Linked DNA regions of Mus musculus: region 1 is linked to region 2. The links are chromatin contacts, called in public Hi-C maps. All regions are on one chromosome and are shown on one strand. The core of a region is the stretch at or near the end of the contact, and the rest is flanking DNA. Distances in the headings are between cores, read along the strand shown. Region 1 overlaps Gm26564 (a long non-coding RNA gene). Region 2 overlaps Dse (dermatan sulfate epimerase).

What was found. A called contact is a pair of places that touch in the nucleus more often than the background predicts.
Region 1: a Hi-C map of bone marrow-derived macrophages shows a contact between it and region 2, with 1.9 times the contacts expected there. The contact joins two enhancer-like sites. A contact is called at or near these places in 3 of 15 datasets of contacts at CTCF or cohesin (CD8 T cells, embryonic stem cells and pro-B cells), 29 of 484 Hi-C or Micro-C datasets (the 63-12 cell line, the AML12 cell line, B cells and 11 more), 6 of 115 datasets of contacts at active chromatin or transcription factors (bone marrow-derived dendritic cells, embryonic stem cells and memory CD8 T cells) and 3 of 9 other capture datasets (adipose tissue, liver and pancreatic islet).

The regions. Positions count from the first base shown.
Region 1 is chr10:34,247,543-34,253,651 of GRCm38.p6, reverse strand. All of the region lies in intron 1 of Gm26564 (a long non-coding RNA gene), which reads left to right. Among named protein-coding and RNA genes, the nearest start is that of Tspyl1, 32 kb to the left of the region's middle. Within about 2 kb of position 4,246, at least 35 of the 459 cell types and tissues checked have an H3K27ac peak or open chromatin away from gene starts, as enhancers often do. A contact at or near this core is called in bone marrow-derived macrophages, where this site is marked.
Region 2 is chr10:34,157,067-34,163,607 of GRCm38.p6, reverse strand. Dse (dermatan sulfate epimerase) reads left to right here. Exons shown (of 6, transcript NM_172508.3): 3 at 619-872; 4 at 3,400-3,639. Among named protein-coding and RNA genes, the nearest start is that of Calhm6, 32 kb to the right of the region's middle. Within about 2 kb of position 4,612, at least 4 of the 459 cell types and tissues checked have an H3K27ac peak or open chromatin away from gene starts, as enhancers often do. A contact at or near this core is called in bone marrow-derived macrophages, where this site is marked.

The DNA of each region.
Region 1 (6,109 bases), core at 2,997-5,496, 90 kb before region 2:
ACAACCTGTTGACATGCTCTAGAGATTTCAGAGGTCAGCAGCTGGGGCTTTAAGGCAGCTCTGCTATATGTAGCTGGTAACTAGAACTATATTCTAATGGCTTATATCCACGTATTTAGAGATGCCTATGATCTTCCTAAAGGAATAGAAATTTGGGACACACCCTTTCCTTTCCACCATGCTCAAAAACCAACAAATAGCAAACAAACACACTAATTCCCTGCCTTATTCAATAACATTTACTTTTGGCAACAATTACATAAATTCAACATGATTTTTAGGTCTCTTATTGGCCTTCTAAAACATTGCTTTGCTAATTTTTCACTTAAGAACATTTTTTAACTTAAGAACAAGTCTTCCGTTTCTCATTTATTTATTTATTTATTTATTTATTTATTTATTTATTTATTTATTTGGTATTTTGAGACAGGGTTTCTCTGTATAGCCCTGGCTATCCTGGAACTCACTTTGTAGACCAGGTTGGCCTCGAACTCAGAAATCCGCCTGCCTCTGCCTCCCAAGTGCTGGGATTAAAGGCATGCATCACCACACCCCGCCTGTTTCTCATTTAACAAAAGGTTTAAATGAAAGTCAGTGATTGAGATGCAGATTTCAGGGATAGTAGCTTCTTTGAAAACACAATCCGTTACTTATTTTAATAAGAAAAGAGAGATGAGTTTTTTTTACTAGTTGGAACGTCTTCTGGATATATGCCCAGGAGAGGTATTGCGGGATCCTCCGGTAGTACTACGTCCAATTTTCTGAGGAACCGACAGACTGATTTCCAGAGTGGTTGTACAAGCCTGCAATCCCACCAACAATGGAGGAGTGTTCCTCTTTCTCCACATCCATGCCAGCATCTGCTGTCACCTGAATTTTTGATCTTAGCCATTCTGACTGGTGTGAGGTGGGGTATCCATCCCATAATCAGCCTCCAAATGCTGACACCATTGCATACACTAGCAAGATTTTGCTGAAAGGACCCTGATATAGCTGTCTCTGGTGAGACTATGCCGGGGCCTAGCAAACACAGAAGTGGTTGCTCACAGTCAGCTATTGAATGGATCATAGGGCCCCCAATGGAGGAGCTAGAGAAAGTACCTAAGGAGCTAAAGGGATCTGCAACCCTATAGGTGGAACAACAATATGAACTAACCAGAACCCTCCAGAGCTCATGTCTCTAGCTGCATATGTATCAGTAGATGGCCTATTCGGCCATCAGTGGAAAGAGAAGCCCATTGGTTGTGCAAACTTTATATACCTCAGTACAGGGGAACGCTAGGGCCAAGAAGTGGGAGAAGGTGGGTAGGGGAGTGGGGGGGGGAGGGTATGGGGGACTTGAAATGTAAATGAAGAAAATACCTAATTAAAAAAGAAAGAAAAAGAAAAGAGAGATGAAGCAAAAGAAGAAAGACTACAGGAAGAAGTTATGGAAAGCTAACTTCTAAAAATTGGCCTTCGTGCAGTATGCTTTGGAGGGCTGAGAGAGAGAGGCACTTTCTGCTTTCTGTCTGTTGAGAGTCCTTTCCTGCAGGAAGGGAAGGATCCTTGAGGAAAGGTAGTCATCCAGGAAAAACACAGTAGTGCTTAAGAGAATGTTTCATAGGAGTCTAGTACCTTACTGAAATTCGAATATCAGATTCATAGTTTTACTACTTGCTTGCACTCTCCATATCTTAGTGTTTTCTAAAAAGTCAGTAGAGATTTTTCTTTCCATTCCTCTTGTAAAGTGAAAATCACTTGTCAAGTGTCAGCCAGCTTTTAAACACAGTACATTCTTTCCCCACTTGCTAGTAAAAACATGTCATTGATACAGTCGGGGATTCTGTTCCTGAAGGGATATAGCCAATCATATTAGGTCATTGTACCATTGTGTGGATAACTGATTTAGATGCCTCTTTTTTTTTTCTAATTAGGCAGTAAAATTCATACTCAATTATCTAGAAAAATAAAGAATCCAATAAAAGCAATGCATGTAATGAAGATACTCGATCTCATTTTTAACTGGTTCTTTGAGAATTTCAGACAATGTGTTTTAATTACTTTAACATCTCTCTCACTTCCTTTCACATCTACTTCCTTTCTCCTCTGATCCAACTTTATATCTTTTTAGAATTTTATTTTTAACCCATCAAGTTCAAGGTGTACTGCCCATATATTCTTGCATGTGTGGCTTTCCATGGAAGGGTGGTTGGCCCACCAGGGATTATATTCTTAAAGAAAACTGACTTCTCTCCAGGTTGGGATTTTATCTAACTTGAGCTTCCAAAGGTCTTGTGCATGCTGTCACAACTGCTGAGTTCATACCTACAACTACCAAGCTGTGTCCAGAAAATAGTGCTTCCATTCACTACCTCTGGCTCTTACCTTTTTTTCATAGTCTCTTCAGCAATGATTCCCAAGTGTTAGGAGGACAAAACATGCTATCTACATTTCATTTAGGGCTGAGCATTCTGCAGTCTCTTAATCTCTGAATGGTGAACAGTCATGGTTCTCAGTTAATCACCATCTACTGAAAATAGAAATTTCTCTTATGAATGTTGAAGGGTGCATTAATCTGTGGGTATAGCAACAAGTCATTGGTTGTTTTTAATACTATGTCAATTTAGCTGTATAGTAGTAGTATGTTCTCTTCTGTGGCCTATAACCTATCTAACCACAGGTCCATGGTCCAATAATGATGGTCCACTTTGTGCATGTATGTGGTGTGTGTGTGTATGCTGTGAATTAGGCAATTTCTACAATAGGTATTCATATAGTGTAGGTCAACCCAAAAATGGTTACTTCCATGATGATGCTCATGCCATTATTGCACCAGTGGCTATTGTTGCCAGACAAGCCATTATTGCAGCTTGTAGGATTCACAGTTGGAATGCTACAAGAGTGATGATTATTTTTCTCCTCTAGTACCATGCAGAGTTCCTTCCAGCACTATGGAAGCTAGCCAGTAGAGATTAAGCTTCCAGATCAGGGCAAGCTTGATTTCTCCCTATTCTATGGTTCAAATATGTGGTATCTTCAGCAAGAGGGTATTATTATCAAGTTCTGGCAGGTAACCAAGAGCACTGACAATAGCCTGTAATATTTGGAGGGTAAGGGGACCTCACTGACAAAAGACTCCAGAGGAGATAACCCATACCTAGCACAAAGATTTTTATTCATTAGCCTGGGCTGTCTAGTGGGACATTGGTTGCCCAATTGTAGGGTAAATACATTTTAACTATTTGTGTTTGTGTGTGTGTGTGTGTGTGTTTAGAAACTTCTACAATAGTAGATTCCCATAGGACTTTAGTTTTATTTATCCATCACCATATTCCCTCCTCTACCTTCCCTGAATCAAGAACCTCAGCATAACATTTGATACCCGGAATCTGTTAGAGAAGAAAGTAGTGAGTACACACTTGGATTCATTGTCTCAGGAGGGCTTTCTGAATAGGACCCTGATAGCACAGGCATTAAGATCAACTAATAAGTGGAACTTCCAGAAACTAAAAAGCTTTTGTACAGCAAAGGACACCATTACTTGAGTGAAGATACAGCCTACAAAATGAAAAAAAAAAATTCTTTACCAGCTCTACATGTAACAGCGGGTTAGTATCTAAAATATACACAGAATTAAAAAAAAAACTAAACATCAAGAAAACAAACAACTCAATTTTTAAAAAATAGATATGGAAGTTAAGAGAGAAATCTCAAAAGATAAAACACAAATGTCCAAGAAGCATTTTTAAAAAATTGCTCAACATCCTGAGCCAATAGGGAAATTCAAATTGTAGCTACTATGATACTTCATCTTACTTGAGTCAGATGACTAAGTTGGGGGGTGGGGGGGGGGATGTGGCTGTGAACGTAAAGAGGAACAATTCTTCAGTGGTGGGAGAAGGACAAAGCAGTGCTGCCACTATGAACATCAATCAATGTGGAGCTTCCTCAAAAAGCTAAAATTAGACCTACCACAAAACTCGGCTATGCCACACTTGGTAATGAGTATTTCTTCACTAGAAATGTAGCCAAGAAATTATAGTGCTATTATTGTATGCTTTAATTATGCATAGACTTGTTTTTAAATGTTCTTGTCCAAGCTGTATAGATAATGGGAGTAACGCTTGTACAAACATGAGGAATGAGTCCAATCTTTAGAATTCATATTTTTAAAACAAAAATTCCAGACATGGGTCTGGAGAAACTGATGAGTGGTATGATAACTGGCTTCTCTTCTGGAGGATCCAAGCTTGATTTCCCACACTTATATGGTAACTCAAAATCATCTATAACTCTGGCTCCTGGAGATCTGGTGCATTATTTTGGCCTCCACAGGCATCAAACATGGTGCACAAATATACATTCAGGCAAAGCATCTGTATGCATAAGTAAAATAATAGTGTACACACCTGAAAACTCCTGGAAAGGTGGCAACAGACAGAAGCCTGGGGTCCACTGTCCAGCCTGGCTTACTTGGTGTGTTTCAGGCCAGGGAGAGAGCGCTCCAAAAAAAAAAAAAGATGGGGAGTTTTATATATATATATATAGCTCAGCAGGTAAAGGCTCCTGCCACCAAGCCTGATCTGAATTCAGTCTCTATCCATTGTAGATAAAGAGAACCAACTTCCACAGGATATGCTCAGACCTGCACACATGTACTGTGTAACGTGCATTCACACAATACGTACTCACAAAATAAATAAATAAATAAATTTTAAAAATGAAATTAAAAAAAAAAGAAACAAGTGGCAAGTGAGATGGCTCAGTAGGTAAGGTGATTGCGGCTAATCGTGACCACCGGAGTTCAATCCCCAGGACCCACATAACAGAAGGAAAGAACTGACTTCTGCAAGTTTTACAAAATGTACTTATTTTTGGTTGTGAGCCTAGCCTTTAACGGCTGAGCCATCTCTCCAGCCCAAAATGTACTTATTTTTATCACGTTTCCAAAACTTCGTGTTACTATAATGTATTTCATTCATTTTGGTTCTAACATAATAGAATTCCACAGCATTTCATGTGTAGTGAACAGCACCAACAAACTAAGAGATTCTGAAGATAATTTAAGTCTACTTAAAAATAATGGGAAACTTATTTTAAAACATAAAAGCACAGCGTATCAGTTGATATAACTCATAGTTCAAGAGAGATGTAAGTTGGTTCTGAGTTGTAGTTAATTTTGTGTGGGACTCCTATGAGGGAAGATGCACACCATCCTGTCTGTCCTGGGTGCATGTTTTTATAATGTCTTTTTCATTGTTACTGGGTTTTTGGTCTTTCTGTTTCTCACATCCCAGTCTAATGCCCCAATTGTACTTACAGGGGCATTTTAAATGAGTAGCTATTTTTAGTGGTTGGTTTGTCTGACTTATTCCTCCTTTCTGGGTCCCTTGTTGTTTCCCTGCCCCACGCAGCAAAGCTATAGCTAATTAATAATCCTCAGAAGCAAATCATGAAGCAAAAGAGAAAAGGCTTTCCTACTTATGAGAAGCAACTCAGCAGCTTCAAGAACCCACCTGTTTGTCTTCCCAGGACCTCAAGGAGTTTCTTCCCACCTATACAGGAAACCAAAGTCTCAGAGCTGTCTGCTGGCTCCCTTTCCTGCTAACTCTGTGACCACTTTGATGTGACTTTAATATATTATGTTGTCATCCTGCCATTGGCGAGTAGACAGATTTTTCTTTAATTTTGGGCTTGAAGCCAAGACATATGCAACAAATTGCAGGATCTAGCGACAAAGACATTTTGCTTATTTTCCCTTTTCTGTTGTAACAGTGAATGAAAGCTGGCAGTTTAGACCAGTTACAGCAAGGTCAAATAGCCTCACGTGAAACCCTCACTGCATGCCACCCCCCTTTTATAGCTTTTCAAATTGAATCTGTGAGTTTTCTGAGCTGTTACCCTAAAGTCAGGGTAAACATAGCTGCCTTTGAAGAGCAGGGTGGAAAGAGGTTACATAAGTCTGGCCTGTATGAGGTCCTGAGGGTTGCGTGTGAGCAATGATGTGTATAAAACACAAAGAGAACCTGGCTTAGGCAAAGGCCAGTAGCAGGCCAACACCATGTGGGCCCTACCACCCATTGTCCCCTCTCATTCATATTCAACAAGTCTGAAGCAAACAAGCTGA
Region 2 (6,541 bases), core at 3,363-5,862:
GACCAGCTGACACCCATATTGGAACTGATATCCAATATGCTTGTTGAGTTGTTTTCTCAAGGCAGCCTTAAGAACAGCCTTAAAAAAGAAGGGTGAGCACCAAGTTGCCTTGCCATTACATGCTCTATTCCTTATGCATCTGAATAGTTTCTTATACCTCTCATAGAGAATGGAAAATCTAGCCAGGTCATTGTGATGCACACCTTTAATCCCAGTACTCAGGAGGCAGAGACAGGTAGATCTCTGAGTTCTAGGCCAGGCTGATCTACAGGGAGTTCCAGAACAGCCAGGACTACAGAAAAACCCTGTCTTGAAAAACCAATAAGGAAGGAAGGAAGGAAGGAAGGAAGGAAGGAAGGAAGGAAGGAAGGAAGGAAGGAAGGAAGGGAGGGAAAATATAAAGTAAAATATAAGTCTTAGGAGTCTTAATGTAACCAGAAGCCTGAGAGAGAGCACTGTTAACTCTATAGTCCTCACATGAGGCCAACTTGGTGCTGGAGCCTAATGTCTATTATGTGTGCTTAGACCTCTTGGATTCCGTATTCATTTGCATGCTTTGTAAAGAGTGGTGAAAGGTGTGAGGCCTGCACTCAGTTCTGGGTTATTTTTTTGTTGCAGGTTGGTGAAAGATGCGCCTTGGGATGAAGTTCCACTTGCCCACTCCCTGGTGGGTTTCGCCACTGCATATGACTTCTTATACAACTACCTGAGCAAGACACAGCAGGAGACATTCCTGGAAGTGATTGCCAATGCCTCGGGCTATATGTATGAAACTTCCTATAGAAGAGGATGGGGGTTCCAGTACTTGCACAACCACCAGCCCACCAACTGCATGGCCTTACTCACTGGAAGTCTCATTCTGATGAACCAAGGTGTGTATGTTATCCTAACACAGTCAGAGCATTGCCCAAGCCACTGTCAGTCATAGCTGCCATGGGAGAAACACAAGCATTGTTTCTCACTGTCCTTAGGTACATGTTAATACTTGAGTCCAAATTAAGTCTACAGATGAAATTGCATTCAGGGCATCTTTGAGGTAACTAAGGACATGTAACTTTTAAAATGCCAGCTAGTTCTATTAGCCTGCAGTTTTCCTAAATCTGGCTAATAACTGTCCCAGACCAAAACCCTGCAGCACAGGATCAGTGATAAGCACTAATTTTTCGGGAGAATTCTGACAGTGGAAGACTGTCAACCTAAAAAAAAAAAAATGGAAGTTTTTAAAAGCTTAGTAGGTTTTAAATTTGAAAGTGTATATTCCTAGCATGCAGGTGGGTGAACCAAATACAACTGCCTCCACTCAAACACACACACACACACACACACACACACACACACACAAACCTTCAGAACACAGGTCAGAGTTGGAAGCAGTTTTTGTTGTTTGCGTCGTTACTTTTTATTAGTATGTCACTGAAGCCTTATTTTTTCCATAAGCATTTTATTTTGCTGGGAATGTGGGTTAGTAGTAGAGTCTTCCTAGTATTAGAATATTAAATATATCATTGGAATATTAAATATATCCTTGGAATATTAGATATTAAATATTAGAATACTAAATATATCATTGGAACATGGAGAATAACTGAAGCCTTATATTGCCTGTAAGCATTTTATATGGCTGGGAATGTAGGTTCGTGGTAAGGTCTTTCTAGCATGTGCAAGCCCCTGTGCTCAGTCCCAAAAGGAAGAAAGGAGAGAAAGAAGGAGAAAATGTGAAAGAATTAACACTTTATTGATTATCCAGCAAGACCTTGCCATATCTAGCTTTCTCCCTGTTGTGTCTGCCAGCCATCACTTGTAATCAAGTCTCAAAAGAAAAGCTTCAATTGACAGCTTGAATATTATACTGATGGTTTTCCAGACTGCAGAGTGTGTTGGTAGACATTGGAGTGATAGCTAGTGAAAGAACATAGAGAGAAAGCCAGGTAGTGTGGTATCAGTGGAGTGATAGCCAGGCTGTAGATGCCAGCCACATCACTCTGGCTGGAAATGGAAAACACAGGAAGAAAAGTGACTGTAGGTAAGGAGAACTGCTGGAAAGGCTGGAGCTGTGTCGTAGCAAGAACCAGATAGCACTGGCTACCTCTGTACAGCAAAGTATGAGGGCAGGATGATCCTTCGGGCCTGAGGGACATGGTGTATGCTGGGACCTGGAGTCACTGCTGACCTGGCAAGCTAGCCCATTGCCTAGCAGTCCTGTGGTAATGTGATCAGCAGAGGCAGGGCACACATGCTTATAAGGTAAGTAACAGTCTCCACCATATTAGAAGGCAGAAAGCTCATCCTTTTCCTGTTACTGTGAGTGTCTAAAATGAGCCACCAAAACAAGCAAGGCTTCAAACCTTAGGTTCAGATTAGAATTCTGCTCATTTTGAGTCATGGACTCAAGGCCTGGAATAAGCCAACTTTTCTGTAGTGTGGGAACAATAAGGGGTAAAACAGCTTGTTGAAAGGATTAAATCTGTTCAGTGCTGTATAGACTGTAACAAGAGGGGTTACTGTTACTTAAGTGGGAGAGTTCTGGAAAGCTCACATTTCTCTATCTAAGGATTTTGTGAACATAATCTTCAGTGGAAAAATTAAACAATGTGATCCTGTGAAGGAAAACCTACTCACAGTCACAAGGCTCGCCCTTGACAAACTTAGATTTCCTAGCTGATTCATGTCACTATTAAATTTCTACCTCATCATTCTGTGAAATCTGAAAGCACAGAAAAATCAGAGTTGTCTCCTGTGATGGGACAGGCTAAGGAAAGTATTTTTGTGGGTTATTATGTCAGAAGTTTGGAAAAGTGATGACCTTCCAATCAATCAATCAATCAATCAATCAATCAATCAAACCAAAACACAAAAACCAGAAAACAAAAACCCAAAAACCATATTTAAGAACTTTTAGGAAAGCATATACCAAATTTCCATGCAAGTTGTAATGCAGTGTGTGTGTGTGTGTGTGTGTGTGTGTGTGTGTGTGTGTGTGTGTGTGTGTGTGTGAAAGAGAGAGAGAGAGAGACTTTAGTTTATTAAAAATTGAATAATTACTTGGTTCTCACTGAAGGGTTTATTTAACTAGTAAATGGCCTACTTGCTAGTAATACTTAATATTTCATAGTAAATACTTAATATTTATTAATCTTAATATCTAATAGTAAATATTTAATATACATATCAAATAGTATTTAATAATGTAATAGTAAATGTTTTAAAACTTCTTAACCTACACATCATGGACAAAGTAGGAAAGGGTGTTATTTATCATGTTGACAAGAGCATTAAAAAAATGTGTGATTTGTAATCATATACTCTGTTCAGGTTCACTGTAGAGTTTTGTGTAAAACATGTACACATATTTTTAGTCATGTTCTGTTTTAGCCTTTAGTCATTATTTTCATCTTTCAGGGTACCTTCAGGAGGCCTATTTATGGACCAAGCAAGTTCTAAGCATCATGGAGAAGTCTCTGGTCTTGCTGCGAGAGGTGACAGATGGCTCTCTCTATGAAGGAGTTGCATACGGCAGCTATACCACTAGATCCCTGTTCCAGTACATGTTTCTTGTTCAGAGGCACTTTGACATCAACCACTTTGGCCATCCATGGCTTAAGCAACACTTTGCCTTTATGTATAGGACCATCTTGCCAGGTATAGTGAAAAAGGAAAACATCATTTCTGACTATGAATATGAGCTAGAGTTGACAAAGAAATGAGCTTGGGGATAGGGTGGGGAGGCTTGTCTACTGAGATGCAAGTTTCTTTTTCATCCAAGAAAATTTTAAGACATTAAAATTTTGGGAGCACAAATGAAGCTTTGCAGTTTCAGTATTTTATTTGGAATATAATGGATCAAGTGTCATTTCTCTCCTGCCATAGCACTTCCATTATGTATTTAAACTTGATAGCCATAAACTTGTTTTCATGAAGCTAAACAAGATATAGGCATTAATGATTGCACTTCCCTTCTTTTTCTGAGATCTGTGCTTAAGACTATTGTAGATTTGGGTTTTAAGCTTTTTCATTCAAACTGTAAAGATTTGAAATAAATAGTAGAAAAAAATATATATAGCATTTGAAGCTTAGTGTTTTCTTTGAGTGTTTTAGTAAGCCAGTGGTAGAATGCTCGCTAAACATAAGACCCTGGTTTAATCCTAGAAAGAAAAAAGTAATATAACCACAAAATACCACTATATATAATTAAATATTGTAATATATGTTACAGAATATAGAGAACAAAACAAAATGCTATGAAACTTTAGTGATAATCTCCTATCTCGTTGTATATCTAAAAATGTGTATAATTATTTATATGATTTGCTAACTTACTCATTTCTAAGACATCTTTATAATTCTCCTTTCTAAAGCAAGACTAAGATCAGAAAATTTAGGAAGTAAATTTTCATCAGGGTAAATTTTCTTCCCTTGGGAAATACAATTTTTTATAATTCTGATATCCTAGTTTCTTTTCTGTTCTGATAAAATACACTGACAAAAAGCTACTTAGAAAAGAAGAAGGTATTTTAGCTTATAATAATTCCAGAGGGATCAATCCATCATGACAGAAAAGACATGGCAACAGGATAGGATGACTTGACAACAGGAGGGGGAAGTTGGCTGAACACATCATGTCTATATATAGGAACCAGAGAAAGAGAGAGCAGAAAGCTTGGCCAGGCTATAAAGTCTCAAAGCCTGTCCCCCAGTATCATACTTCTTCCAGCAAGACTCCTAAAACTTCCATAACTTCTCCAAACACTGATACCAGCTATGGACTGGGTGTTCAAACATATGAGCCTATGGTGAACATTTCATATTTAATCCATAACAGTTTTATCAGCTTGATACAACATTGAGTCTCAAAGAAGGATTATCTAGATTAGGATGATGTGTGAACATGTCTGTGGTAATTGTCATGATTAAATCATCTGCTCACTGTGAGTGACACCATTCCCTAGGAAAGGGCTTCTGGACTACATGAATGGAGAAATGTAGCTGACCATTAGTATACATGCATCAATTCACTGCTCTCTGCTTCTGACTACGAATGCAATGTGACATGCTGCTTTGAGTTCTTGCTGCCTTGACTTTTCCACAATAATAGGTTGTAACCAGAAATTGTGATCCTCATAAGCCTTTTCTCCATTATATTCCTTTTCTTCAGCAACAAGAAATAAAACTAAAGACAGTGATTCTAGAATAAAACAAAGAATACAATATTTAAATCTTTGTGCTCTGTATATATGTATGTAGACTAGACAGGCTCTCCCCTTATTAGATTAGTTATCCATAAATTAATGCAGCAGCCAAGAATTGGCACAGGTACAATGCTTGTCATGCAGGTACAGGAACCTGGGTTTGAATTGAATTTCTGGAACCTATACAAAGCCAGACTCAGTATCAGGATCTGTTATTTCAACACTTGTCTAGGGAAATGAAAGTTGTAGGCTATGTAGCCTGGAATCCACAGTGGTTAGCAGCAAGAGATCCCATCTAAAACAAAGGGAAAGTGACCTGACATCTAAGATGGTTTTCTTCCCTAACTCCAGTAATGATACCTGACTCTGATTCTTGCCTTTTTTTACTTCCTAAAGGAAGTATGTATTCTGGCAGTATGTATTAACAGAGGCTTTCCTGGGAATTCAGTTTTTGTCTTCACCCTGATAAGCAAATTCAGTTTTACTCTATTGGAAGCCAAACTGAAGCACCCTACATTCTTCTTTTTAAAAATTGGATATTTTCTTTATTTACACTTCAAATGCTATCCCCTTTCCCAGTTTGCCCTCCAGAAACCTCCTATCCCATCCCCTTCTTCCTCTGCTTCTATGAGGGTGCTCCTCCACCCACCCACCCACTCCCACCTCCCTGCCCTGGCATTCCCCTACACTGGGGCATTGAGCCTTCACAGGACCAAGGACCTCTCCTCCCATTGATGCCTAACAAAGGCCAACCTCTGCTACCTATGTGGCTGGAGCCATGGGTTCCTTCATGTGTACTCTTGGTTGGTAGTTTAGTCCCTGGGAGCTCTGGGGAGTCTGGTTAGTTGATATTGTTGTTCCTCCTATGGGGTTGCAGACCCCTTCAACTCCTTCAGTCCTTTCTCTAACTCCTCTATTGGGACCCCATGTTCAGTCCAGTGATTGGCTTCCAGCATCCATCTCTGTATTTGTCAGGCTCTGGCAGAGCCTCTCAGGGAGATAGCTATATCGGGCTCCTGTCAGCAAGCACTTCTTGGCATCTGCAATAGTGTCTGGGTTTAGTGACTTGCTTTTCTGGTGGAATATGGCTATCTAGGGTTTGCTGTAGTGGGAGAACTGGGTTCTGATGATGCCAAGTAACCTTGGTTTCTGTTGCTTATATTCTTGTGCTTGCCTTTCACCATCTGGTTATCTCTAGTGCTACTTGCCCTCACTGTTCTCTGACTGGAACCTGTCCCACTTGTGCTCCTGGTTGTGTCAGAACTCAGAGTTCAGTTGTCTCTCTGATCGTGTGATTTTGGGATCCTGGGATCCTGAGATTCTGGGTGTGTCAGAGCTTCGGGGCATCAAGCTGC